Linked DNA regions of Rattus norvegicus: region 1 is linked to region 2. The links are chromatin contacts, called in public Hi-C maps. All regions are on one chromosome and are shown on one strand. Each heading gives the region's core, a stretch centred on a gene start, on an enhancer-like site or on the middle of the called end of the contact. The rest is flanking DNA. Distances are from core to core; before and after follow the strand shown.

Evidence for each region. A called contact is a pair of places that touch in the nucleus more often than the background predicts.
Region 1: a contact with region 2 is called in a Hi-C map of liver, with 2.3 times the contacts expected there. The contact joins two enhancer-like sites. A contact is called at or near these places in 2 of 12 Hi-C or Micro-C datasets (the Rat2 cell line and liver).

Annotation. Positions count from the first base shown.
Region 1 is chr6:107,841,508-107,847,770 of GRCr8, reverse strand. It overlaps Sipa1l1 (signal-induced proliferation-associated 1 like 1), which reads right to left. Exons shown (of 25, transcript NM_001389245.1): 23 at 3,379-3,493; 24 at 616-697. Among named protein-coding and RNA genes, the nearest start is that of Rgs6, 150 kb to the left of the region's middle. Within about 2 kb of position 4,395, at least 1 of the 93 cell types and tissues checked has an H3K27ac peak or open chromatin away from gene starts, as enhancers often do. A contact at or near this core is called in liver, where this site is marked.
Region 2 is chr6:107,348,487-107,354,001 of GRCr8, reverse strand. It overlaps Pcnx1 (pecanex 1), which reads right to left. Exons shown (of 36, transcript NM_001170347.1): 6 at 1,363-3,075. Among named protein-coding and RNA genes, the nearest start is that of Pcnx1, 54 kb to the right of the region's middle. Within about 2 kb of position 2,556, at least 10 of the 93 cell types and tissues checked have an H3K27ac peak or open chromatin away from gene starts, as enhancers often do. A contact at or near this core is called in liver, where this site is marked.

The sequences.
Region 1 (6,263 bases), core at 3,146-5,645, 490 kb before region 2:
GCACACGTGACCTAGGGGCATTCATGTATCCCACACCCAGCTCTCAGAAGTACATGTGATCCAGGGGCACCCACACCTGCCCAGCTCTCCGGAGAAGCAGTCCTGAGTCCCTTTAGGTGGTCCTTTCCCACTCCCCAGTCTACTAAATGCCTAAACATGTCAGATCCAAGCCTGGGGCTCCCAGAGAGGTCAGTACTGCAGGATTACTCCACATGTAATTACACTAATATGTACTTCACAGCTAGCTTTGCATTTTGGCTGCTGCCTTGATAAAGTCAAAGCCAAACAAGAAACACTGACCTTCAGCTCTCCCTGTCTGCTAACAGAGATAACAAGAACTACACGGCAATCTGTGCCATTGACACCTGACAGGAGAGCTCAAAGGCCAGGCCAGAGCCCAGAGAGGCCTGACTGAAGTTAAGGTTTCCCCCAAAGGGACTATAAGACAAAGCCCTCTCACATGTGTGGCCACGGCACCAACATCTATCTATGATGCCCTAAACACATGCACAGAGGAACGGTTCGTGTAAACGCCCATGCACGCCTCACCAACACCTCTAGCTCTCCCAACTGTTCCCACAGCCTCTGCAATCACTTCTCACGGAGAACATTTACCTTCTTCAAATCTTCTCGAAGCATTTTCAGCATACCTTCCAACTGGTCCACTTTAGAAGCCAGAGTGGGAGAGGAGTCCTTACTGCTAGGAAGGAGAAACAAAAGGCCATGCTGGCAGGCGCCTCCATGACTGTAGGTTTGGGTTTTTCCCCTTTTTTTGTAAAATGTTTTTCAATGTCAAATTATTCAGTGTGGCAATCCAATATGCATTTTTTTACTTTAAAAAGAGAAAATGATCTTAATAAGAGGTGATACCGGTTTGAGTGATGGCAAACTAGCAGCTTCCTCTGTTAAAGACATTAGCTCTTATAAAGGGGTAGTGGTAATGTATGAAAATGACCTTTGGTAGTACAGGAGGAGCGCTAGCAGATCCAACAGTCACATGTACGTGAGTTCTCAAGGTCTCTTCTTGGGCTTCCAAAGAACTACCTGTGTGTGTGTGTGTGTGTGTGTGTGTGTGTGTGTGTGTGTACATGTGTGTGTATGTGTGTGCGTGTATGTGTGTGTATATGTGCGTGTGTGTATGTGTGTGTATGTACATGTGTGTGTATGTGTGTGCATGTATGTGTATGCGTGTGTGTTTGTGTGTGTATGTACATGTGTGTATGTACATGTGTGTGTATGTATATGTGTATGTGTGTATGTGTATGTGTGTGTATATGTGTGTGTGTGTGTGTGTGTGTGTGCGCGCGCGCGCGTGTGTTGCACATGTATATAGCTAACACAGGATCTGCTCTGGGACCGCCAACACAGAGCAGATAGATGTAGAGTTCCCGGAAGGTCTTGCCTCTACGCAGGCCACTGAAGCAACATCACTGCTCACACCTCAGCTAGTCTAAGCATGTTGAAATGCTGAGGAAGCTCCATGTTTCAAAAGCCTGTCACTCTAAGCTTACTATCTCAAGTTCCATTAGGACCAGGAAAGCAGCTCTGTTAAGTTAAAGTGCTAATCACGCCTTGCAGCAGAACAAGTGTGTGTGGTGGCACTTGAGGACCACCCAGCTAGGTGTTGGTGTTATTGATTCCTAGCACCCAAGGCTGAGGACCTGTCAGCTTTCCCCCAATCCCTTATGGTTGTGACCTGCCAACAGTTTCCTGGGTTCTAATTGTGCCATGTGACCTTAAGACTCCCAGAACAGAAGGCCAAGACTTCTGTGGGGAAAACGCGGAGGGCTCTTTGCAGAGGCAGGGATGTAACCTGTGGTTGTCTAAGTAGTGGAATAGGAAGTATTCTTCAAAAGGCAAAGTTAAGTTGGCATTCATGACCCATAATGAAGTGTGTTATTGATTTCTTTTAATTGTATGTTTGCAATAGACTTCAAAAGCAAAATGCAGTTTAAAAAGACAGGGCCACTAGTGAGTGACACTGACTGGCAAACACCTCAGGCAAAACACCCAAGAGTCAGCAGTGAGTGGATCATAAAGGGGGAATGGTCAGCTGCAACCCACAGTGTGGTACCTCAGGTCAGATAAGGGCTGGGTTAAAGGACAAATGTGCTGAGCAGAACGGAAGCTGTGGTGGGGAAGGACTTGCCTCTCACAAAGCCCTGCAGGGTGCTGGCCCCCAAGGAACCCCAGGAGCTTACCTCAACCCCACAGGTCTTTTAGAATGAACTTGGTGCACTGACAGCATAAAGGTCTGCCTGGCCCATCTTGCCCTCATCCTAGGATCCATAAACTGACCTCCCTCTGGAAGGGTCTGACTCCCATGTTTCAGTGCAGAGCACATCCCAGTGCAGCACTTTCAGACTCTCCTTCTGGGTTGTCTTTTCTCTCTCCACAGTTTTGAGTAGACCGCCACTCAGCTTAACCCACTTGTCCCAATGACAAGAGGGACTGTGGCAACTCTGTGTTACGGTTGAGTAGGAATGAAGTCCGCAGCCCTGCAGATTCGCTCAGAAGTCCTTGGGCAGCAGCCCACTGGACAGTGTAGCTGGTTAGCCTCCCCTCCTTCCCTGTTATCTGCGACTCACTTTTCACATGTATTTGAATATTTACGTATGTGGAACTCATCCATTTTACTGAGGGATACAGGGTCTGAAAATGTAGCCTGGCTGGTCTTTAACTCCTGATCCCCCTGTGTCAGCCTCCAAAGTGTGGAATTACAGGCATACACTACCACACTTGGCTTGCACTCCTTGGTTCCTGACCATCCTCAGAAGGACATGGGCAGGAGTTTCTGGTTGACTGTTCTGCATTCAAGTTCACGGGGTGCTCCCCAGCTGGCCGCTGGGGTGCGAAGGAATACACCATGTTCAGTCCACACCTCGAGCACAGGGACTCGGGGGAAGCGGGACCCTCAGCCGTGCAGTGTAAGTCTCAGTAAGGGTCAGAGTCAAGAGGCTCTGCGCTCCAGCTATTACTGACTTGCTCCATCTTGCAAACACTCTCAGCCAGCCTGGTGCTGTTTTCTAACGCAGCAAGCCAAGCCAGAATGCTGGAAGCTAAGCAAACATGAGCACAGTCACAACACAGCCACAGTGGCGACTCAAATCCAGACTAATAAGCCTCAGGGGCACAGGTGACTTATGATATTAAATAATAAAGAATATTCATAATTTTATCCTTAAGCCATCAAAACCAGTTTAATTGTGTTTACAGTAGCCAGTTATAAAGTGTTCTAACTGAAAGCCAAGTGTCTGGTATTGCGCCCAGCTTCCCTCAGCTCATCCATGGGCCTTCCATCTCCTCTTCGTCACATCTGCCACTACTGGAGGTGACACATGGTGTGTATATTCATGCCCTCAGCAACGGGTGACCAACCTGCTGTACGACTTCATCTGGACCAGGGCCTGCTCCTCTAGCTGGTCGCTGTTGGAGGCCGCACTCAAGGGGCGATGGTTTTCATCACTAGCAGCAAAAAATGAGGCTCTCTGGACTGGAAGAGAAGAAAGAGTGTCAAGCACAGGGTGCACTCCAGGGCCCCTGTCCTGTGATGGTCTGAATATGCTTGGCCCATGGGAGTGGCACTGTTACAGGTGTGACCTTGTTGGAGGAAGTGTGTCACTGTGGGGGTGGGGCTTTGAAGAGCTCCTCCTATCTCAGGTCCACCCAGTGAGAAAAGACTCCCTTCCTGGCTTCCTTCAGATGAAGATGTAGAACTCTCAGCTCCTCAGCACCGTGCCTGCCTAGATGCTGCCATGCTCCCACCATGACGATAATGGACTGAACCCGTGAACCTGTGAGGCAGCCCCAACTAAATATTGTCCTTTATAAGAGTTGCCTTGGTCATGGTGTCTGTTCACAGCAGTGGAAACCCTAAGGCACAGCTGCAAAGTCAACCAGTGGTCAAGTTTAACCAACAGACAGACAGATTATGTTTGGAGTCTAATGTCTCTACCTCCCTTTCCAGGGAGAGATTATGCTCTTTCAGTTTAAGGGACAGTGACAGTGAAGTCTTACTTTTTAAGTAAGAGCCCCTTGAAAAGACAGCTGCTGTGGATCCATTTCTAAACCACTTCCCTACCTATCAAAGCAGGGTTCTAGTGAGGGCTTCTCCAAAAAGAGGACTTGGGCCAAATTATAGACCAGGGGATAAGGATATAAATGCCCTGAAAGCTAAAATTACTAAGCCTCTTGAAACAACTTCTTAAAGGATGCTTTCCCCAAGATGCCTGGCCACTTGGACAGGCTTTAGCACTACGTCCACATCACCTGCTTAGACATACCCCAACTTCACATTTATATGGAGATAGACAGCAAACTGATAAGCCAGGTTAGTGTAGAGAAGCTCTCTTGTGCAATATCTGGAAGTATCAATAAAATGCTGTTGGCCTATTAACTTAGAGGGGAAATAGGGAGAAAGAATTCTGGGACGGAGTCAGCACAGGGAGGATTTGTCCTGAACTCTGAGGAAGGTGGTCACATGAAACTGAAGGGGAGGTAACTAGCCATTTGGCAAGACAGAGAATAAGTGGGATAAATCAATTGTGAGCTAATGGGAACATGCCAAAGCTTTTGGCCCACAAATTTATTCATGGAATGACTCAGTACCAGAATCGTTATTTCAGGGAACAAAGAGGCCAGGTGGAAAAGCCCAAGGTCACAAATGGTGTCCAACGTGGTAGGCATGTAATTCAAATTTAGTCAGAAATCCAAGCTTAAAACAAAGATAGTCTTCTAGCTGGTTGGGGGCAGGAGACTGCAGAGGCCTAGTGCAGGTCCTTTAGAGGTCCCGCTGTGCATTGAGGGCTGGTGACTGGATGGGACGGGGAACAGCTAACCTAGCGGGCGGTGCTGGAGCTGTCCTGAGAGGGCCTGAGGGCACAGCAGCTGCAGCATGGTGCCTCGGTTTCAGAGAAAGTGTGCCCCAGAGAGCTGGGTGGCCCAATAAGGGTCCAGGGGATAGAGCCTGTAGAGGCAGGAGGACAGCTCAGAGAAATGAAGCTTGGGTGTTACATTACTCTGTGAGGTACAGCCAGGAGCCAGAACAGGCAGTAGCCCTCGGTGACCTGGAGCTACCTTCCCAGAACCCGTGAGGATCTGTTCTCCCAGAAGGGCAGATAGCAGCTCCAGCCCAGAACCAACAAGGGTAGCCCACTGAACCAACTGGAGGGGAGCAGAGCCACGAGCCAACAGCCATTGCAAGGTGCTAGCTGAACAGCAGAGAGACATGGTAGATGCCAGACATGTGGAAACCCCAGGAAAAGCTGAAAAGTCAACAGACTTGGTAGGAAACTGGGAAATCCTTAAGGAGTTAGGTATTAAAAAGAAAATATTTTCTATGTTAAAAATATGTTAATATTTTCTGTTAAAATTTTTAACTCATTTGCTATATGATTTTGCTCTGATTATCAACATGCAAATCCATAATGATTATAGTTGTCTATATCCTCTTTAGAAAGATCAGAATAAAACAGACTTAAGAAGACGGAAAGACAGACTAGTAGGCTCAGGTCACAGAAGAGGTTAAAGGGTTCATTAAATCAGAGTAAAGAATCATCACACGAATCCAGTCTGAAGCCCAAAGTGACAGCACAAAAGGTAGTTCCAGGTGAGAAAATCCACAAAAGCTTGAGGAATTAGAATGGCAGCCTATAGAGATGCAATACTCTAAGTTAAGAATCCGGATTCTGCTTCATGATGCTACCTCAGAGCAATGCCATACAACAGATGATGTGTTTCACTGAAGTACATATGTTAATGCATCATACGGTGGATTCGTACTCCGGGTTTCAATGTGCTTTTGCCCTGAGTTCTTAAGGCTGATTCTGAGACTGCACTTATTAGAGGCGATGCCTGTCTTGGAAATGCCTTTCCTGACTGAGCTGCTGATGCTTCCACATGCGTATCCATTAGAACACAACAACTCATTAGACACTATGGCATCGAAAGTGTGACAGATAATTTAATAATCCCACAGGCCACACAATTATGGAGAGATCTACTCATACTTTAAGGGAAATGGTCGTAGACAAGAATGGGAATATAGGATCTCCCAGTGAGAGATTAAATAATGCTTCATTGATTGAAGTTTTTAAAATGCCAACAAAACAGAGAGGACAGCTGCTGAAATCACTGGATTTTTAGAATAGACTAATGAGGTAAAGCAGCATAAATAGGTCCTCATCTCAAAATGGAAGGCAGGAAGTATGTTACATTGGAGAAGAGGATGTGCTCTTGTTTCAATAGAAGAAAAACTATGCATT
Region 2 (5,515 bases), core at 1,307-3,806:
AGCATAGTCAGTCTCGAATTGTATTTGGCTAACTTAAAGAATTAAGCTATCTTTTAAAACCTAATGGATTCCTTGACACCATAAACAGAAACACACAACAGGGTTTCTCTGAGGAACCTTTATAGTCTTTCAGATCTGTTACAAATAGAGAATGATATCCAGGTCAAAAACTCCTAGAACTACCAAGTGGCCACAACTCTCATCTCTAACATATAGGTTAGAAGACTACCTTGGCAGCTTCTTCACCACTAAAAATAATTTCTTTACATTCTCAATACAAGTTAATTTTTGTCAGAACCTTACCAAAACCAGGAAGAACATTTCCACAATATGACCTTGGAAACAGTCTTGATGAGTCTGGAATTGTTTTGAGATAAGTGTAGACATGTTTGAAAATGTCTGCATAAACAGAACTTTATCACAGCAAATGACAACAACCTTTATATCACAGACACCTGTGTGCCAACATCAGGAGGCCTCATTCTCATTCTAGCAAAACAGGCAACCTGCCTGGGTAGAAAATGGGAAAACACCTGCAAAAAATGGCCCATTACACACTGACACAGTACTACACCACCTATCCAACTCAGTACAATTCCCCCCAAATCATGGAATCACTAAGTTATTACTTTACCCAAACACCATCACCAGGGATACCATGACAACTATTAATGGATTAAAAATGCTAATATGGCCAGATGGGATGCTGCACTCCTTTAATCCCAGCACTTGGGAGGCAGAGGCTGACAGATCTCTGAGTTTGAAGACAATCTGGTCTATGTAATGAGTCCCAGGCCAACCAGGGCTACACATTGAGATCCTATCTCAAAAACTAAAAAACAAATAAACACAAGATAAAATGCTAATTAATATAAACTATAAACTTCTAGTGAGTTTAACTTTAAAGGACAGTGTGAAATTATAGGAATTTTTTTCCTTAATATCTAAAGCTTGAACTGAGAGAAAAGCAGAGAAATAGATAAGAACTGGCTATCTGAGTCCACGCTGGAGCTACAGCAGCGTTTGGAAGTCTCGTGACGGGTGAGCGTCCGCCTCTGAAGCTCAGCAGCTCACTGTGAGTCATGGCTGTGAGTGGCTGGCCACCCTACTACAGTTGTGAGACTGTTGGTATTGTACAGAGGATGAGAAATAACTGGGTGATCACTAGCACAACTAGCTTAGAAAAGGGAGGCAGTCAAGAATAAGCTGATGTGTCCAGTAAGACAGCTGGACCACTGGAGACCACCATGTTCACTGAAAGAAGTGTGCTTTCCTGGTACAGAGAAACCGTGCTCTCTGAAGGTTCTAGTAGACTATTGTGAGCAACAGTGTCAATCCATAGTCGTCCCATAGCTTACTCACCTCCAGTGGCTGCATCTTGCTCCTCCCCTTCAGGAAATGCAACCTGGCTTGGCAAACTATTCCTGGACCGTGTGACCGTCTCTAACTGGGAAGCCCGGCCCAGCAAAGACAGCTCATCCAGCACCTCTCCCTCTTTGGCCTCAAGATCTGACTTTGAAGTGGTTAAGGGCTTTATACTGTCCGGTGCCAGCAGCCTGTTTGAGTCATTCAAACAGGCCACAGTGCCACTATCCAAGCTCAAAACCCGAGCCCGTGTCTTGGCGCTATGTGTGCTGGAAGTCCTCCGAGATGCCCTCTTTTTGGCTGTTCCCTCAGGGCCTGGATGAGCTCTGTGCGTGTGGTCTGAGTCTGTGCCCCGGTCCTTATGGCCATGTTTGGTCTTGAGGGCACTGTATTTGCCCTCAGGAGACTGGCAGGAATGAGAAGTGGCACTGGAAGAGCTATCACTGCTGAAATGGTGAGCAGAATGAACACTGGGTGCTCTGCTCAAGTCGCTTTGATCACTAGAGTCCTCGTCATGACAAAATATAGCACTGTGCGGCTTGGTTCCAGAAACTCCTCGAAAGGAAACATAGTCCCTATGGCGACTGGAGTCAAAACTGCTGGCCCGTTTCTTTCCTGTGCGCCTCCTGCCTGGTTTATGGGCAGAAGTTGTCCGGTGGATTAAGCTGGAGGATTTGGGTCGGACGTCTCCTTCCTTCTGCTTCCCACCATCGTCTTTACAAACTTTGGAGTCTGTGGAAAGGCTGGGCTTCTCGCCCTGCTCCTCTTTGCTCTCTGCACTTTGCTCAGGCGGCCTGTCCCCGGGGACAGTGAACTCGTTCGCATGGGGGTTTTTATTGGCATCTTCTGATGCAGAGCTGCTGGGAGCAACCTGGTCAGGCTTCTCCTCAGATGCCTGAGCGTCTGGGGCCTCGGGAGGCCCAGCAGGTGTGCTCCCCTCTAGGGCAGTCTTGTCACTGCTAGTCCTTCGGTCAGTGGCCCCGTGGCACCTCTCTTCCGCTGACTCGGCACAGCCCTCCTTCCGGGCACTCTTGTCTCCCACTTTAGGAGACTCATCGTGCTCAGACAAGATGCTCTCTATGTGAGTGGAGCTGGTCTGCTCGCTTTTGTAGCTGCTGAGAGTACTGTTGGTGTCCCTGTCGGTCCCACTGCAGTAGCTCTCTGTGGACCCACTACTCCGTGTGCTCAGGCTCCTGAGGCTGTCCACACTCTTTTCAGCATTCAACGCCCTGCTCTTCCCACACTTGGTGGGTGGTTGAGAGTAACTTTTTCTCCGGTCAGCGGCAGGCTGAGATTGTGCAAGAGGGCAGGACTGCCCCACTAAGGACTCTCTGGTGCCTGAGTGAGGCTTAGATGAGTCTAACTCAGTAACTGGGTCTAACCCCCGTCTCTGCTGCTGTTGGTAAAGAGGGAGGCCACTCAGTGAGGCGTCAGGGAAAGCCACGGCAGAGCTGGAAGTGCGTGGCACTCCTCGTGGCCGGTGCTCCTTCCTATAAGAGTGTGAATGTAAAGGTACAAGAGAAGCCACTTCTGTGTCACAGGCACTGCACAGTGACTGATCAACACGGTGGTGCTGGCTATGGCTTGGCAGGCTCACTTTGTCACTGAAGTCCCTTGGTAAGTCCTGTCCACAAGAGGACAAGGATGGCTGAATAGAAACGAAGGAGTCATTGGAGACCAGGCGGAAGAGCTTGCGATCAGTTGCCAAATCTGTGACAAACACAGTTAAAGATGTTAATACAGATACACACCGGCTTCTCTACGAGTTAAGACAGAGAAGAACTCACAGTGTATAGAGGTAAGTGTAAGCAATCCTCAAGCAGAGCGTTGGACAAGCTGATTAGTCAACCCAGAGAGCTGGTTTCTGTTTCAAAACTGCACAAAGAACCCATCCTAACTGAATTTTCAAGTCATTTGAGTTCTTTCAAAGGCTTCAGAAAAAGTTCCAGAGTGCGTGTGTGAGTACGTGCATGCGTGTGTGAGTGCCTCTCTTTCTCTGTGTGTGTCTGTTCTCCCCTCTTCCTTCCCTCCCTCACTTTAGAACAGGGTCTCTGTATTTAACCTAGGCTAGCCTTGAACTTCAGATCCTCCTGTCTCAGCACCCCAAGTCTACAATTTCAGGTGTGTGCCAGCATAGCCTGCCGCAAGTTCTATTTCTAACTTACAAATAGGTAACCTTGGGTTACAATAATGAGCCTTTGTTTCTTCATCTAAAAGATGTGTGACCAAACTTATCAAGTAGCAGGCAGGAAATACTGAATTTATCTACATATATATGTATTTCAAAAACAAAATTAGTAGTAACTGTCATTATTGTGCCTAAGGAAATACTTTAATTCTTTTGAAACACTAATAAGATTACTTTACAAACAAACAAAAACCTAGAATGGGGCCTCCAAAATGCTGTAGTGGGCTAAGTTCTTACTGCACAAGCCTGGCCACCTGAGTACACGCCAGGAGCATGAAGAGGGAGGAAGAGACTAACACTACACAGCCTCCACACGGACATCATAGCACATGTGTGTCCACATTACACACACACACACACACACACACACACACACACACACACACACACACACAAAGCACCATCACGCTCATCAGTCACAGAAATTAAAAAGTTATAACCTAGAGTAGGAAGAAACAAACAACAGAATCAAAGTGTTAAATCAATGCTCAAACGAGATACAACTTAATGATGCAAGATATCTCATGGTTTGTGACAGTCACATAGTGACAGCAGCTCACATGCCCCACTCTGCGGAGATGTGCCTTATGGTGATGTGTCTGAGGGAGGAAGAGTCAGTTTAGGGTGCCCTAGGAGGGTGCTCCATTGAATGGACAGACACCTGCAATTATATTAGAACAGCACAACTGGACAGACTATGCGTGTGTGCGCACACTCACACATCTATTAAGAAATGGGAGTTTTAAATGCTGATGCTCAGGCTAGAGAGACGGCTCAGCAGTAGAGCACTGGCTGCTCTTTCAGGTGACCCAGACTTAACCCCCAGCACTCACATAGAGGCTCCTGACATCTGTAATCAGTTTCAGGGGTCTGATGCCTTCTTCTGACCAAGCATGCAAGTAATACACAGACATGCATGCAAGAAAAGCAGCCATACATATGAAGAAGAAATAATTTATAAACAGTGAATTTTTAAAAATATAAATACACAAAGCCAGCTTTCCTCAAAGACCTGTGGGGCAGGGTGGGGCATGGTGTGTGCACATGTGGAGGCACAGCTGATGCAGGTGTCCCCCTCACTTTCTGAGACAGGGCCTCTCACTGAACCTGGAGCTCACTGACTTGCTTGCTCTCCAAGCAGGCTCTCGCAGTTGGTTTTTTTCTGTTTCCCCAAGACCACAGGTGTGCACTGCCACATCCCATGGTTTTACACCGGAGAATGAACTCAGGCCTTCTTATTTCCACAGCAAGAACAACCAGAGGCTGTGAGGCTGAAGACGCAAAGAGGGGATGGCAGCAGGTGCAGGTTTCCTCTGTGGTAACGAAAAGATCTGAAACAGGACTACAATCTTGTGTGTGCCGAAAAGTGCTTCAGCTAGAAGGGAGGGTTTTACAGTATGACAGCTGAGTCATAATGAAAAATAACAGGATGCAAAGTCACAGAAGTTCTCAGTGGCAGAAGTGTGACCACTTCATTCCTCACACCGGACGCTTGCCTAAGCTACCAGCCAACCAGGCTTACATATAAAACAGAAGTGTGTTCCGGGCTTCTGTCTTAAATTGTCTCTACCAATGATAGACACATGCTATTATTTCTCTTAAAATATAGACTCCCCTCCCCCATCTTTCATGTCTTTTGCTAGTTACTATGTTAGTCCTCTTGTCCTTTGCAAGAATTTATTAAAAGTGTAGTTTATAATCAGGAGTCTGTTTTTCTCTCAAACAATTCTTCGGGGCTTTTTGTTTGTGTTTTGCTGAGTGGTGCTGGAGACTGAACTAAAGGCCTTAGCACATGCACACTCTGGGCAGGCGCTCTCCACACACCCCCAGCTTAACAGGCTCTGACACCACTCCATTAAAACGATGTCAGGGGGGGTTGGGGATTTAGCTCAGTGGTAGAGCGCTTGCCTAGCAAGCCCAAGGCCCTGGGTTCGGTCCCCAGCTCCAAAAAAAAAAAAAAAA